Linked DNA regions of Hordeum vulgare: region 1 is linked to region 2. Evidence: chromatin contacts called from public Hi-C data. All regions are on one chromosome and are shown on one strand. The core of a region is the stretch at or near the end of the contact, and the rest is flanking DNA. Distances in the headings are between cores, read along the strand shown. Region 1 holds the start of LOC123443026 (probable magnesium transporter NIPA4). Region 2 holds the start of LOC123443009 (amino acid permease 4-like).

Region 1 (3,077 bases), core at 186-2,685, 250 kb after region 2:
CTATCCACCACAGTGGCTCAAGCAGGTAAGAGTAGCCACCAACACCTGTTCAAATCAACAAAATAAGCATAAACACTGGAAAAGGTTGAAATGTAGCTGGAATGACAGAAGCAACATTTTCAGCACGATATTTGCACAATGCACCACAGATGAAACAAGGAAAATTTAACCTAGAACAGGGCATATGATCATCAGCAAACACTGACTTTTATAATTATTATTTTTAAAGAGAATGATATACGCTGAAAGTTTAAGGGAAACAAGCTAACAGAAGGGAGTCCATTGCATACATTTTCCTGGCGCAACAAATATTCTTAAAGTTTAAAGGACAACAAGCTGACAGGAGTCTATTGTATACATCTCCCCGGTTCAACAAATGCTATGAGTAAGTGAGGATTCATCTCCCGCCTACAGTCAATGATTGTCATATTTCCGAGAAATCCATGCTGAATGTGATATTAAAGGTGCAGGAGCAAGGAAGAAATGCAAGGTAAATCAAGCCATCAGCCCATCACCACCATGTCATCTGTTGTACGAGTACTAATGATTGGTATTGGTGGAACAACATCAAGCAAAGTTCAGGAACGTCTCAGTCCAAGCTCAACAACCATTCCGATCTCCAATGCGCTTGCTGCTCCAAAGTCGTACCTATCCAGGGTCCAGCGCAGGCCCCCACCGACAGCGAAAGCGAGATCCGAATCTCGCGCGGCTCCGCGCAGATCTAGGCTAGGGAGCCAGCCAGCAGCGCGGCGAGGCGGCGGCAGCACAGGGAAGGCCTCGCGCTGTTCGCCGGGCAGTGTGGAACGAGACGGGGGTGTGCGGAGCAGAGAGGGGGGGTGGAGCTGGGGCGGGCGGGAAGGGACGCACCTGCGCGGACGCCGGAGGCGCCGGCCTTCTTGAGCCCCTTCTTCTTGACGATGAAGCTGGCCCCGATGAAGAGGCTGGAGGAGACCGCCAGCAGCAGGCCCTTGATGTTGTCCGCGGACATCCCGGTGTAGGACACCACCCAGCTCCCCAGCCGCTCCCCGCCCATCTCGGAAAACCCGCCGTCGCCTCCGGCGCCGCCGACCCCCTAGCCCGTCCTCCTCCCCCTCCTCCTGCGGCGGCGGCCGCGCATGCGAGATCTGGACTGGAGAGGCCGCTCGCCACGTCGGTGGGACGGCTTGGCTTTTCGCCTGGCTGTGCTGGTGCTCGCCTGCTTCGGGGTTGGGGGCTTTGTGAGCTCTACGCGGGGCGGGGGAGTGGGAGGGGAGGGGAGAGGAGAAGGTATCGCGTCGCGCGCGGACGGGCGGCAGAGGCCGCAGGACAAAAACCAGCAAAAGACTGCCGACTGCGGCGACGACGTCGTCGAGACGGAAGCGGGGGAGAGGGGCAGAGGGCAGGCGGTCAGCCAGTCCTCCAAGAGCCGTGCGTGCGTGCGTGCGTGCGTGGCTCGTGCCGTGCGAGCTACTCGGTTTTTTGTCCTCTGCGGCGCCTACTGCTGTGGTGTGGCTGGCCCTGGTAACGGCGGATGCTGTGCGCCGTGTTTAGAGTAATTTAGAGGAACTTCAATCACGCGACTAATTCCATTCACCACCGTTCGTTTGGGTCGACGAGGATAAAATCGAATTTCACAACGCGTCGATTTATTTTTAAAACACGTCTGTTCCGCGTCCGCGCCAATCCATTTCCGGTCTAAATTTGAGCCTGAAATGCGTTGGCGCGGACGCGAAGCGGACGCGTCCGCACCGACGCACGCGCCCACTCGGTGTTCGCTCCCAATCACCGCGGTCAACATTATTTATAACGGCCGTCCATCTTGGACCCACGCGTCAGCAACCGCGGTCGGCCTTTTTTAATCCGAGCGTGCATTGGGTTCCGGCTCATCTGCTTTCAGAAACCCACACTTCCCCATCTCGCCACTTCCTCGACGACCAAACCCTAGCACCATGGTCGGCTCCTTCCCGCCCAAGGGCAAGGCCCCGCTCTACCCCCGCGCCATCTCCCTGCCGGCGTCTTCTCGCCGGCCTCGCCAGCGTGTGAGTGTCCCAGTGCCACCACCACCAGCACAGCCCGCGCCGGCAGGACAGACGACGGAGGCGCACGCAGTTGTGCTCTGGAGCACGGTGTTCCCCTGGGCCGGTCCTGCGCATACACTGGTCGACCTCACCGGCCCCGACAACGACGACGCCTTCGTCGCCTAGGGCTGCCACGTAGTTTTAGGTTTTTTTTATGTTAACTAATGTAATACGGACGCGTGGACTCTCGTCGGCCTTCGTGGCCAGCTTTTAATGTTTAATTATGCATGTTAAGTATTTTCGCAAATTCTTATATATATTTTTGGCATGTCGGTAAAAAATGGGTCGAGACAGCGTTGGACGCATGCGCCGATCCAAACGCCGAAGCACACATTCGTGTCCGATGAGCCGACCCAAACGGATCAAAAGCGGACAAAATCGCAGTCTGTTTGGGTCGGCCCGTTGGAGTTGCCCGACCTTAAATAAAAAAACCACCAACTTTTGTTTTTGTTAAAAACGTCACATTTAACAGTTTGCTAAAAATGTTGATCGTGCGATCAACGCCATTTGAAGACAAACCTGACGCACGAGGCCCGATGTCATGTGTCACGTGGCCCGCGCGCGTCAGTTGTCGTTATACAGCGCTAGACAAACCCTGTACGTCGGCCCATCCACCCACTCCCTCCCCCCCCCCTAAATCCCATCGCGCGGCACCCTCATCCTTCCCGCTCGCCCTCGTCATCTTCACCCATGGCCGCCGACGGCGGCGCCGACGGCTCTGTTGGAGATGGCAGGGACGACCGCGGGAACTCCTCTTCCCTCGACCACAGGGACAAATCTTTCTTCTCCGTCTAGTGTGTGCACACGCTCATCCCTGGTGCGGCAGCGTGGGACGATGGAGATGGGCGCTCCGTTCTCGACGGCGTAGAGTGAGTTATGTGTCTTTCTTTGTACATTTATTTGAATTATGTGTAGAGTGTTGTTTAGGAACTATATTTCTGTAGCCATATTGAAAACTGAAAGTGCGATAAATATATTTTCCTGTCATAGCACCTGAATTGTGAGTTAACTGATTTGGTG
Region 2 (2,985 bases), core at 23-2,522:
CCCTAGTGACAAAACCATATATCAACCCCTAATCCCCTCCCCTCCCCCTCCCCCTAAAAGAGACAAATCTACATCAATCCCTAAACAACCTCTCCATTCTATACATCACATCTGCACTAACCCTAGAAATGACTTACTTGAATAAAAAAGAAAAATAACCTTGGGAGAAATGCCTTACTTAAATAAACGGGACGCATAAAACGGCAAACTCCTCTCCCCTTTCAGCTCTCGCCCTTCCAGCGATTCTGTAGATGTGAGGAAGACGAACACATGTGATGTGGGGGATGGGAGACACAAGACGGAGATAAATGGATGATTCGGGACGCTTCGCCTAGCCGATCCACCGAACGGTCCGAGGTAACTGCAGAAAACGGGCCGCTCCAGGCGAGCAGAAACGGGCGACGACAGACTTAGACAACGGGCAAACACCTACAAGCACGAATCGCGGCGCGAAAAAAGATCCAACGAGTGATAAGGTGAACGCGCCCAAAACTGAAACTCGGCTATTGCTATCTCTTTATTCTTTGTACTTACCATGGTACGATGAATAGATTAAAAGTTTCTTAAAATAAAAAATCATGGGTGGCTTCTAGTTTTCTTAGCTAGACTACCTGACTCTTAAGAGGTTGTTAATTCAGTCTTCATCAACTAATCACTCTATTTCTCGAATTTAAGCTAGTCCTAGCTAGCTAGCACACCGCTAATACTTTGGTTGCTCATTGCAAACATGAGACGTGTACAGTGTATGCAGCAATCAGCGGAGCTGTTTTGTTAAGGTCCCTGATTGGCAGGAGTTCTGGAGAAGGCCACAACAACAGTAATAGAATATGTTCGCCCCACACACAAATCCAACTCAAGCATATACCATATCCAACATTTCACTTCTCACCGCTAAATTACCTCTGTACTTGCCGTTAGGAGCCACACATTTCGACGTTTTGCAGAAAATGTGAGAAACCATGGGCACGAAGTCTTCCCTATTTTTCACAATCTATCCGGGAACAAGATCGTGATACGATCCCTAGTGGGCGATCAACTTACTTAATCTCGTGGCCGAGAGGAGTACCGAACATATTCTAGGCCGCGGAAAAAAGGATGGTCGAGAACCTGTGGGGTACAAACACCCAAGGGCCTCCCTTGAGCCTTGAAGTGATAGTATAGTACAGTATCATCCAGCCATGCATTGAACATGGAACACGCCAGACACACATTGTGCACCCTAAAGCCAGCCCTGCCCACCCCTATAAATACCGTGGCCATTGGGCACACTTGAACACACCATCACAGCAAGTTTAACCCCATCTCTTGACACAACACTTTGATAGCCCTGAACTTTCCTCGTGACACTCTCTTGCAAGGAGAGAGGTGGTCAAGGAGAGGATACTTTTTGCAAAGGTAAGAAAACGCAATGCATGCATCAAAAGATAGATAGTATCTAGTAGAGCATGCACTGTTGCGATCTTATCCTATCTTTGGTGCATGCAGCTACCGCATAGTTTGTTGTCAGAGATTTAATTCCATTCCATGGCCTTAGCTTGGGTTATGACTTATGAGTACCCTAGATATTTGATGATCTTGCGTGGGAGCATGCATGCACATGCGTGCAGGTGCAGGTGTCATCGTTTTCAGTCGGGCGTGTGTAACAACTTGCTAGCGAGGTAGGCACGCTGTTCTCGCTGACCAATGCAGCTATAGCTACAGTGAGGAGACAGTGCAAGAAGCAAGTTGACATGTGTGCCCGGAGACAATAGAGAGGAGGGGTCCAACCATTACACCGATCGGCCACGTTTTTTTTTCCTTTGTGCCACTAGCTAGAGGAGTGTCGCGTGGTCCATCCTTTTGCAAAAAACCCTGGCCATCAATTCATGAAACAAATTTAGCTGAGCAATTTTCTTTTTGTTTTACATTGGATTTTCCTCATAGAGATATAGTATGTCCCAATAAACAACAAGTTTGCATGCTACACCCATGCATGCATACCACTTGATCTTTGAGCTATCGTATATATGTAGTGTCTACACTTCGCAAAAAAAAAAAGAGCATATGTAATGTATACATACGCGATCATCTGACCAAGTGGGTGAGACACGCATGACATATTCTTCTTCGCATAGTAGAGGCATCAAGCAATGCTCTACCAGCCCATAACATCGGCTTCAACTTAAAGATCGCCGAGAACAGATGCTATATACCCATGGGGGTACGCTAAAAAAATTCCCTAGAGCATCCCCACTTCCTCGAGCCCAACCCGAATGAACACCCACCAACCTTCCAGGCAGGCGCCTATAAATTGCCGCCCCCACTCTCATCTCTTCCTCACACTGCACTCGCTCGCCCCTTCCCTGATCCGTCGCCCACTATACCACCTTGGGTCGATTTAGTGGAGCGGTAAACCGGCCGCCTTTGAATTCCACCCCGCGTCCCGCTCCCTACCTCGTCCTCGTTGACGTTGTAATCGCGGTGCTACTTACCTAGGTGAGGTACAACGAGATATAAATACTGCTGCTGCGACTATACATAGCGATCGAACTGTACTGTGTGCTCTAGCTGTGGTCTCACTGCTCGATCGGGTGTTGTGGCTGGTGCAGGAGTGAGATGGGGCAGAACGGCGTGGGCAAGAACTACTATCAGGGGACGGCGGCGGCGGCCATGGAGGTGTCCTCCGTGGAGCACGGCCAGGCGGCGGCCTCCAAGTGCTACGACGACGACGGCCGCCTCAAGCGCACCGGTAAGGACGGAACTGATGCTACGCTAGCTGCTCGCGCCCGTGTGCTGATGCCGCGTACGTACGTGGCGTGATGAACTGACGTGGACGTTTGGTTCTTCGGCGTGCCGCAGGGACGATGTGGACGGCGAGCGCCCACATCATCACGGCGGTGATCGGGTCCGGGGTGCTGTCGCTGGCCTGGGCCATCGGGCAGCTCGGCTGGGTGGCCGGCCCCGCCGTCATGCTGCTCTTCTCCCTCGTCACCTACTACACCTCCT

What was found. Hi-C and Micro-C count contacts between places; a contact is called where the count stands out from the background.
Region 1: a Hi-C map of seedling shows a contact between it and region 2, with 2.5 times the contacts expected there. The contact joins the promoter of LOC123443026 here to the promoter of LOC123443009 in region 2. A contact is called at or near these places in 1 of 6 Hi-C or Micro-C datasets (seedling) and 1 of 1 datasets of contacts at active chromatin or transcription factors (embryo).

The regions. Positions count from the first base shown.
Region 1 is chr1H:434,704,534-434,707,610 of MorexV3_pseudomolecules_assembly, forward strand. It overlaps LOC123443026 (probable magnesium transporter NIPA4), which reads right to left and starts at 1,436. Exons shown (of 9, transcript XM_045119250.1): 1 at 868-1,436; 2 at 1-45. The coding sequence starts at 1,033.
Region 2 is chr1H:434,453,539-434,456,523 of MorexV3_pseudomolecules_assembly, forward strand. LOC123443009 (amino acid permease 4-like) reads left to right here and starts at 1,273. Exons shown (of 5, transcript XM_045119229.1): 1 at 1,273-1,395; 2 at 2,589-2,728; 3 at 2,839-2,985. The coding sequence starts at 2,596.